Regions from separate parts of the Mus musculus genome. Here regions 1 and 3 are each linked to region 2. A link is a contact called in public ChIA-PET and Hi-C data. All regions are on one chromosome and are shown on one strand. Each heading gives the region's core, a stretch centred on a gene start, on an enhancer-like site or on the middle of the called end of the contact. The rest is flanking DNA. Distances are from core to core; before and after follow the strand shown.

Region 1 (2,700 bases), core at 94-2,593, 250 kb before region 2:
CCCCTTTCTCAGAGAAGAAGGAGAGGGGATGAGGGGTGGAGCTGCAGAGGGGACTGGGAGGAGATGTAATATTGGAATGTAAAGTGAATAAATCAATTAGTTAAAAAAGTAACAGGATGTCTTCACCCTGGAGCAGTAGAATGCCTTAACTCACAGCCAGCCATGAGAGCAATCATGGGGTCTTGAGTAATCTCAGTAAGGAGGTTCTGTATGAAGTTAAAAACTAAAACCCTGCCCTGCATTTTGGTAGCTGTGTCTCCTGACCAACAGAATGCCCCTTTGTGGTTAAATGCCCTGAGATGTCTGTCTGTTCATCTCTCTCTCACTCTCTCTTTCTCTCTCTCCAGGGCATTTTCCCCTATAGTTGCACTAAAATGAAGTGTCTGAAACGCAAAAGATCTCAATTTCATTATATTATTATAGACATTGTGGTTTTGTGACCTGCTTTCCCTTGTGGTTGTTTTCTAGAGCAGCACAGGAAGAAATACCTCAAAAGGAAGACTTGGTTGATCGTGATATGGAAGTGAAAATAATTTAAATTTCTAAAATTACTTTTGCCTTATATAGCTTACCTTTCTCTGTTAAATGTGCAGTTTGAATTGGAACTTCATGGAAGCAAGTGTATTTTATTCAAATCCATCATATCTTGTGTTGGAATATTACTTATCTCATGAATACACTACCGTCTTAATCATAAATATTTCTTTAAAACCCACAATGCCGAACTTAACTTTTGCTTCAACAGCCTATGTCTCTCAACAGTAATTTTTCCTTTTGGAGGACCAGAATGAAGAGATCCCTATTTAAACAAACAAACAAGCAAACACACAGACACCCAACTTAAAAAATTTCAATATATAAGAAACAAATGAATCAGCAAATATTAAGAACCTGTCTTATGGAGGCCAATGTGGACTTGAATTGTGTGGAAAATGAAAGAACTTGAAATTAGAGTTTTGTATATTATTGTTCTGTTTAATGTTATGCTTTCTTCGCTGGTGATACGGTAAATGTCATTAGTTTCATAGCAACACGGGAATATGATGGTTCAATTCGTGATAGCTATGACAGTTCTTGGGGCTTCTGTATATATTGAAACATGTATTAGCTTAGACTGATATTTAAGACCCAGGTCACCTGGCCTCTGAGCGATCCTTCCCATTTCGCTGGTAAGTCAGTTAATTTGTTTCAAACGGACTGTGTTTTGAGGTGACTACATCACTGACCAAAAGCCACAGAGGAAAAAGCTGTCAGGGAAACCACTAAAGGACTCTTTACAGCTAGCGAGTGGGGCGTGTCGCCGCAGAGCATGCGCAGCAGCAGAGGCGGAAGCGAGCCTCCCTGGGGCGGAAGTGACGCACCGCCGGCTCTCCGCTTAGAGAAGGTGTAGCCGGTCTACGCTGAGAGGCAGTGGTGGTGGCCGCGGAGGTTCGGGGCGCGGCGTAGCGTGCGGGGCGGAGGCCCTGACCGGTAAGGTTTGCGGACGGGCCGCGTGCTTTCGAGGTAACCGGCGCTCGCGCTCCGTCTCGGCCCTGGAACCCGGGCCTGGCGAGTTTTGGGAACGGTCTCCGTGGTGACGAAGCTCTCTTTCCCAAGGACGAGCTTCCCCCGGGCCGCGATTGTGACGTGTTTTGGGCTTGGGGTGACCGTAGAGTGGGAAGCGTGGCGGGAGCGGGCGTGCTAGGCCGCGGCTGGCCCCGGCTGGCCCCGGCGTCTAACAAGCCAGGGACGGGTGGCGGGCGCGCTAGGCCGCGGCGAGCCGGGGAGGACCCGTTGGGTTGTTTTGGTTTGAGTCTCCGCTGGAGGAAGAGGCGGGGACTCCCTGTGTCGCCTGGTTTGGCTGTTTACCTGGCTTGGCTTGATCTCCGGCTTCTCCTGGGCTGAGAGATTAGTTGAGTCTTGCTGTTTGGAAAGCAGCCCTCCCCCTCTGGTGCCCAAGAGAAGGCTTTAAGAAATCTTGGGGAGGATCGCTTCGCTCTGTGGTCGTCTGGACTTGATTTCACGACTCCGCCTCCCTCGCTCCACCCACTGCTGACTCTCCCCGGTGTTTTGGACCCGGCGGAAGGTGCAAGACGTGTTCTGGCTAGCGCTCATCGCCCGAAAACTGTACTGTTAGAACGTAGCTGGGGTGTTCGCTTGTATTTCCCTGTTGAGAAATATGAAGTACAATTTGTTCCTGAAAGTTTTGTTGGAAAACGTTGTGGCGTTTGACTATGATAGATTTCCGGCTTTATCGTTATGTTGGTATGTTAGACATTTTAATGCTAAGTATCTGCCAAGTATGCTGCTTTTTGCCAAGTGGTAAAAATTCATGATTAGGACACGAACAAATATAATTAAAATTTTAGTGTTCAATCCCAAAACATTCGAAAATGGTTATTTGAATAACATTCCTTAAAAGTGGGTTGATTAAGTGGGTTTGTGATCTCCAGGTTACCCTCTAGGTGTGGAGAAGAAGCTGAGGCCAAGGACTCGCCTCCATTCTATTCTTCTCAGGGGTAAATTGGATTTCTGTATGTCCCTTTCGAATGTTAGGCAAACGCCCTGAACTTATCTTAGATTTCTGCAAGAATATATTTGACTATGCTAGGAATGACTGGTTAACCTCCTCCCCCTCGTCTTTGTTATTTGTTAAATTTCAAATACAGTTGTATTGTATTATTTGTTTTCAAGTTATTACATTAGCTGCATACCATTTGC
Region 2 (2,700 bases), core at 143-2,642:
TACTAACAATAAAGAGGACAACGACAAGACAGAAGATAATAGCCTCTAAAAGAAATTCCTGACACTGTAGCTTCACATAAGCATCATGCCTGGAGTCTATCACAGGGCACCGCTCTTGAATTCCGTGAATCTTCTGCTCTAAATAAACCAAAGGGAAGAACTCTGGAGCAGATGAAGGAAACGTACACTGCTTGCATAATCTGGGCACACTGTGGGGTGACTGTCTTTAAACCCAGGTCTTGCTGCTCACTGGTGTCAGCAGTGACTGTGCTCAGAATGCCAGCCCGCTCCGTACGGTGTGAAAGTGTGGTGATGTTGCTAGCCCAGGGTGAAAACTGACTTGAAACAACCGCAATAATCAAGCTCCCTCCAGACCCCTGAGCTATGTGAAAGGGCAGATGTAAGGAATAATTAATACAATTCAAGGAGCAGCAAGAGCCCACACAGCACTCAAGTTCACAGAAAATAATTGCTACCACATTTGGTATGGACTCTAACTATCTGAGAGTCCACCTTAAACACATCAAAAAGCCCAAAGCCAGACCTCAAATGCAGGCTGTCACTGAGACAAGTGTTTTTAGACACACTTGGAAGTAACTTTTAAAAGCTACAACTGTAGGAGTTAGAAAATAGATACACAAAAAGAAAATATACACCCCCCTCATAACTCAGCTCCTTTTCACCACCCAAAAACTAACACATTACAAGTAAACACATAAACACTTCACAGAAAATCACAAAACTAGAATGAGTTAAGTGAGCAAGTTACTAATCTTTGTGTTTTCATTTTTCATTATCACAAATGAATTTTTAAAAAATATATATATATATATATGCATACTACCCAAATGTTATTCTTGACACATATTTAAAATTTTTTTTTACATTTTATGGGTGACACAAAACCACCTACATTTAGGGAAAATACAAAGCCAGCCTCTCTTGCCTAGTCCCTTCGTCCCAGCCAGCTGATGGCTTTGGTGTACAGACAGGTGACTAACAAGCAGCAGATAAAGCTACTCTCTCACACAAAGTAGAGCACCACTGACATCTAGATTTCACTGATCAGAGGACTCCCTGAGACAGGCACTCTTCATGGCAAGAGGTCACCCAGGGCATAGCAGGGCAGGTCTAGCGGTCTAGAGCTGGGCCTGAGACCCAGCTTGCTCTCTCCTCGCTGCAGTGTCTTCAGAGACAAGCTCTCCCCAGCCTGCCTGCCTTCAGCAGAGTGCTGACTTCAAGCTGCTCACCGCCCTATTGTCTTATGGAAGGTCTCACCCAAGAGTCCCAGGCCTAGCTAAGCAAACTCTTGAGCAAATTGACTCTCCAGAACGGAACCCCTGTGGTTTGCTCTGGTTTCACTTCGAATAGAGGACCAAGTCACCGGCACCTACCATTCTCACAAACCACGCTTCCCCTCAGAGGGAGGAGGAGCCTTCACACCTCACTAAGTGGCTCCAGTCTGCACTGTCCTGCTGTCTGGGAACAGTTACTCTCCAGAAGTAATTTCGGAGATGTACACCCTGTCTGCATAGAAGCCCCTGGACTTGTGCGTTGTTCTTTGTAGTAAAGAGAGACAAATGGCTGCGAGAATCTTATACTTACAGAGTGATGATTAAGAAACAAAGAATAGCTTAAAAACACAATTAGAAAGACATGGTATAAAAAAAAAATAGGAGTCCAGATGTCAAGCACACTCTGCCTTTTAAATTGGTGTGGAGTCTCACAAAGGAAACCAGTTCTGGCTAGTTGGGAGCAGCAGAGGGGAGGCCTCTCCGGCATACTCTACTTCTGTGGATTTATCAACACACAGCTAACCTGCGTTAGGAAAGCCCATGCACACTATTTAAAGTGCCTCGGAGTGGTCCATGGGCTGCACTTTTTCCTGTCCAAGGACATTTAAGTCATCTCATGCAAGCACGGTGACAGGTCACTGTGAGGGTGCCAGAAGGGGAGTGTAGGTGCAAGTCACAGGAGGAAGCTTACTTGTAGCTAAAATTAGTAACTGTTGCAGTCAGAGGAACAATTACAAAATTTGAGCTGTGGAGTAGAGCTCAAGTGGAAAGCAGGATTTTAATCTTGTGCTCAATATCTTAAAATGCTAAAGGGAAAGAAATGGTCTACACAAAGAGGAATCCAAACTCAGCAAACTCCAAGAAACTAAGGAGGGGAAGATAACAGAAATCTCTCTCTGTGGTCATTTGAAGTAAACTTCCTATTTGTATAGAACAAAACAAAAATGAGGCTTAATAACTAATAAATATTACATGAAACAAGCTATTTAAACAGCCTGGTGTTTGGCATTTAAAAGGTTTTAAAATAATACCTTCATGAGCGTTTGAGGCTTTAACTGTTATATGCCTCTTCTCATTAATGAGGTCATTCTTGCCTGGAGAGCTGTGTAAAACTACTATGTTTTTAATGGTGCCCAAACAAGACTGAATTGACATGGCGTTACGTGGTGCATTTTGGGACAACCCACTCAGGGGGGAATCCTTTAAGGATCCTGCAGCCGAGTGCTTATTACAATGTTTATAACAACAGCAACAATGGTTGCTGGGCTATGCTCTCATTTTCTGGAGAGAAGTAAAGGATGAAAAAGGATGTGGTCCTGGAAAGAGAACATGCCTTTCCTTTAGACAAGGACAGAGAGCTACCGACAGCCTCCGGGCCTCTCCACATCTGTGCCCTCAAATGGGC
Region 3 (2,700 bases), core at 47-2,546, 140 kb before region 2:
TGTTAATGAAGTGTTGTGTGGTGGGGCCTCCAGCTCTTCTGCTGTTTGTAGCCAGCAGCCCTCATTTGCATGCCCAGGGCAAGCACTAATCCTTACCATCAGCTGCTCCCCAGAAAAGCATTCACCCCATAATACTGTTCATCCTGCTGGTTTATTTAGCAAAGCCTTTCTTCCCAGCATACACAGGCTTCCATTTCAGGCCAAGCTGATTACCCCAGATTCCTAATTAGTGCTAATTAAAGCTTTAATGGATAGCAGCCAGAATTTAAAAGCATGCCACCTCCTTTAAAGACCCATGGCTGGTTCAGGGCAGGAATGAGCCAGCCCCAGGACTTCCCATGGAGTGACACAAGCTCCTGGGTACCTTGGCACACAACATGCAGGCCACGGCTGGTGACCTGGAGCCTCTCCATCCTGTTTTCCCAAGGAAAGCAAGCTGCTTGCTCCAATCAACCTCTAAATGTCTACTGAAGTCAGGGATAGTTTTCAAGGAGGACATCATTCAGTATTCCCGACAAGGTCAGCCTCAGAGCGATTTCCCCACTCTTGTCATGGCGGGGAAACAAGACAAAATACCCTAACTAAAATAATTCTGAGGAGTCCAGTAAACCTTTGTTGGGCTGGAAAAGCCTTCTCATACTGACCCTGCTGCAGGGGAATAGCTCAGAACATTCCTGGTATGTCAAGCCCGAAGGCAGCAGTCTAAATCTACCCTTTTCTTATACCATCTCTGCAATGTGCAAGCTGACTCATCGTAAACATGGCCAGACTGAGTCATCAATGTTCACAACACGGAAAGAAGAGAGGATCTGGAGTTTACCATGAGCTCATGAGTGCCCAAGGAGATGCTGAGTCACAGGGGTTCTGAGTCACCAGCCTGGCTGCTGGGAACTGAACTTAAGTCCTGTGCTAGCTTGGCAAGTACTCTCAACACGAAGCCATCCCTGCAGCCCCACATCTAGATTTTGAGAACATTCTGTGCTAGGTGCTTTGCTCCCGAGACAGGGTTTCATGCTGTCAGACAGATCTCAATCTTACCATCTATAAGTAGACAAGGATGGTCAGAATTTCTCATTCTCCTGCTCCCACTTCCCATCTGAGGTTAGTAGAATATGCCACCACGCCTAGCTTACGTGGTGGTGCTGGGGATCAAACCTTTTGCGCACACTTGGCAAGCTCTCTCCTAACAGTCTGTTTAAATTCCCACAGCACGGTTGGCAGCGGGACCTGTGTGAAGACCACTGAAACAGAGATCTCTTTCTGGCACAAGGTGTCCCCTCCACTGTGCTGTTTTTGCTGCTAAGGAGAATTTTGTTTGGAAGTGCTGAGACTCAAGTGACAGTGAGACTCCAAGGGTGTGTACAAGGGGTGAGCAGTCACACCCTAGAGGAGGAAACATGGAGGGCTAGCATGGAAAGGTGGGAGAGGGCTAAGGCCGAGTCTTAGGCAATACCCCTGCTTCTTCAGAGGAAGGCAAGCCGTCCAAATGATTTCAGAGATAGCTTTAAATTTTTTTAAAGGTAACACACCTTTTATTTGCTGTGTTTTTGACGACTATTTGGGGCACAAATATAAAAATAAAAAATACATTTTTCCATTTTTCCTGTGTGTGTTGTGTAGTGTGTGGTGCAAGCTCAGTAGGGCTCATGTGTTCAATAGCACATGCCTGTGCTCACGTGGAGACCAGAGTGACTGCCGGCGTTTCCTCTCCTCGGCTCCTGCCTTGCTTGGTCTTTACCTGGACCTGCCTTGTTTGCTGCTCCTCCTCTGCCTTTCCTCCTCTGCTGGGGTTGCTGGCATGCGCAGCCACACTGGGGTTTTTACAAGGGTGCTGGGATTTGAACTCAGGTCCTCGTGCTCTCAGAGCAAGTAATCTTACCCACAAAGCCGTGTCCCTAATCCCAAAAACTTACTTTTGTAATGAAATCACATGATTTATTCATGTGTTTGTTCAGCTGTTTTGCACAAAAATTTATTTTCTTTCATGGCTGGGAATGGTGGCATGGTCTGTGGCCTCATCATTTGGGAGGATGAAGGAAGAGGACATAAGGCTACCTAGGCACACAGGGACACTGGTTTACAACCCCAAGAGTAGCAAGCGAGAACAAACAGAAGCAAAGCTCAGCAGGGATGGCTGTCTTCCAGCCTGGCTGAAGTACATGGGGTATGGAAAATGTCAGTGTGGGCTCAGGGCTTGGTCAGTGGCAGGCTTGGTGCAATAAGGAGCTGAAACTTCATCTCAAAATGCCCACAAACCACTAGATAAGTAAGAAACTCTGGGGCGGAGGAGATGGTTCACTGGATAAAATACTTACTGCTCAATCACTGATGGCAGGAATTCAGTTCCTCAGCCCCCATGGAAAACTGGGTGTGGGGCCATTTGGTAGGGGGATGGCAGACAGACCTAGTTGCTTGCTGGTCAGCTGGCACAGCCGAAGTGTCACCCTTAAGCTCAGGGAGAGACCCTGTCCCAAGAATAATGTTAAGAGAGACAGAGACAGAGACACCTGACACTGACCTCTGGCCTCCACAAGTGCATATACACGTGAGTGTGCTCACAGGTACAAATGCATATACACGTATACACACGTGCACATGCACGCACAGTCATACATACACACAAACTAGCTCTCATTTCAAAAGGAAACTCCCACCTACTTGTCAATGGCTGTAGATGATGCAGAGAATGACTGGTGTGTA

Evidence for each region. A called contact is a pair of places that touch in the nucleus more often than the background predicts. ChIA-PET counts read pairs in DNA pulled down with a chosen protein or histone mark.
Region 1: an RNA polymerase II ChIA-PET map of memory CD8 T cells shows a contact between it and region 2, with 21 read pairs. The contact joins the promoter of Tax1bp1 here to the enhancer-like site in region 2. A contact is called at or near these places in 2 of 484 Hi-C or Micro-C datasets (CD4 T cells and bone marrow-derived macrophages) and 3 of 115 datasets of contacts at active chromatin or transcription factors (the SCID.adh cell line, effector CD8 T cells and memory CD8 T cells).
Region 3: a Hi-C map of bone marrow-derived DN3 thymocytes shows a contact between it and region 2, with 2.4 times the contacts expected there. The contact joins two enhancer-like sites. A contact is called at or near these places in 27 of 484 Hi-C or Micro-C datasets (the Ba/F3 cell line, ECoMG myeloid progenitors, the HL-1 cell line and 20 more) and 1 of 115 datasets of contacts at active chromatin or transcription factors (bone marrow-derived dendritic cells).

What each region holds. Positions count from the first base shown.
Region 1 is chr6:52,712,386-52,715,085 of GRCm38.p6, forward strand. It overlaps Tax1bp1 (Tax1 (human T cell leukemia virus type I) binding protein 1), which reads left to right and starts at 1,344. Exons shown (of 18, transcript NM_025816.3): 1 at 1,344-1,470.
Region 2 is chr6:52,964,284-52,966,983 of GRCm38.p6, forward strand. All of the region lies in intron 1 of Jazf1 (JAZF zinc finger 1), which reads right to left. Gm33219 (a long non-coding RNA gene) reads right to left here. Exons shown (of 2, transcript XR_377681.3): 2 at 875-2,700. Among named protein-coding and RNA genes, the nearest start is that of Gm33219, 11 kb to the right of the region's middle. Within about 2 kb of position 1,393, at least 87 of the 459 cell types and tissues checked have an H3K27ac peak or open chromatin away from gene starts, as enhancers often do. A contact at or near this core is called in the SCID.adh cell line, bone marrow-derived macrophages, effector CD8 T cells and 1 more, where this site is marked.
Region 3 is chr6:52,824,930-52,827,629 of GRCm38.p6, forward strand. All of the region lies in intron 2 of Jazf1 (JAZF zinc finger 1), which reads right to left. Among named protein-coding and RNA genes, the nearest start is that of Gm52904, 27 kb to the left of the region's middle. Within about 2 kb of position 1,297, at least 150 of the 459 cell types and tissues checked have an H3K27ac peak or open chromatin away from gene starts, as enhancers often do. A contact at or near this core is called in bone marrow-derived macrophages, where this site is marked.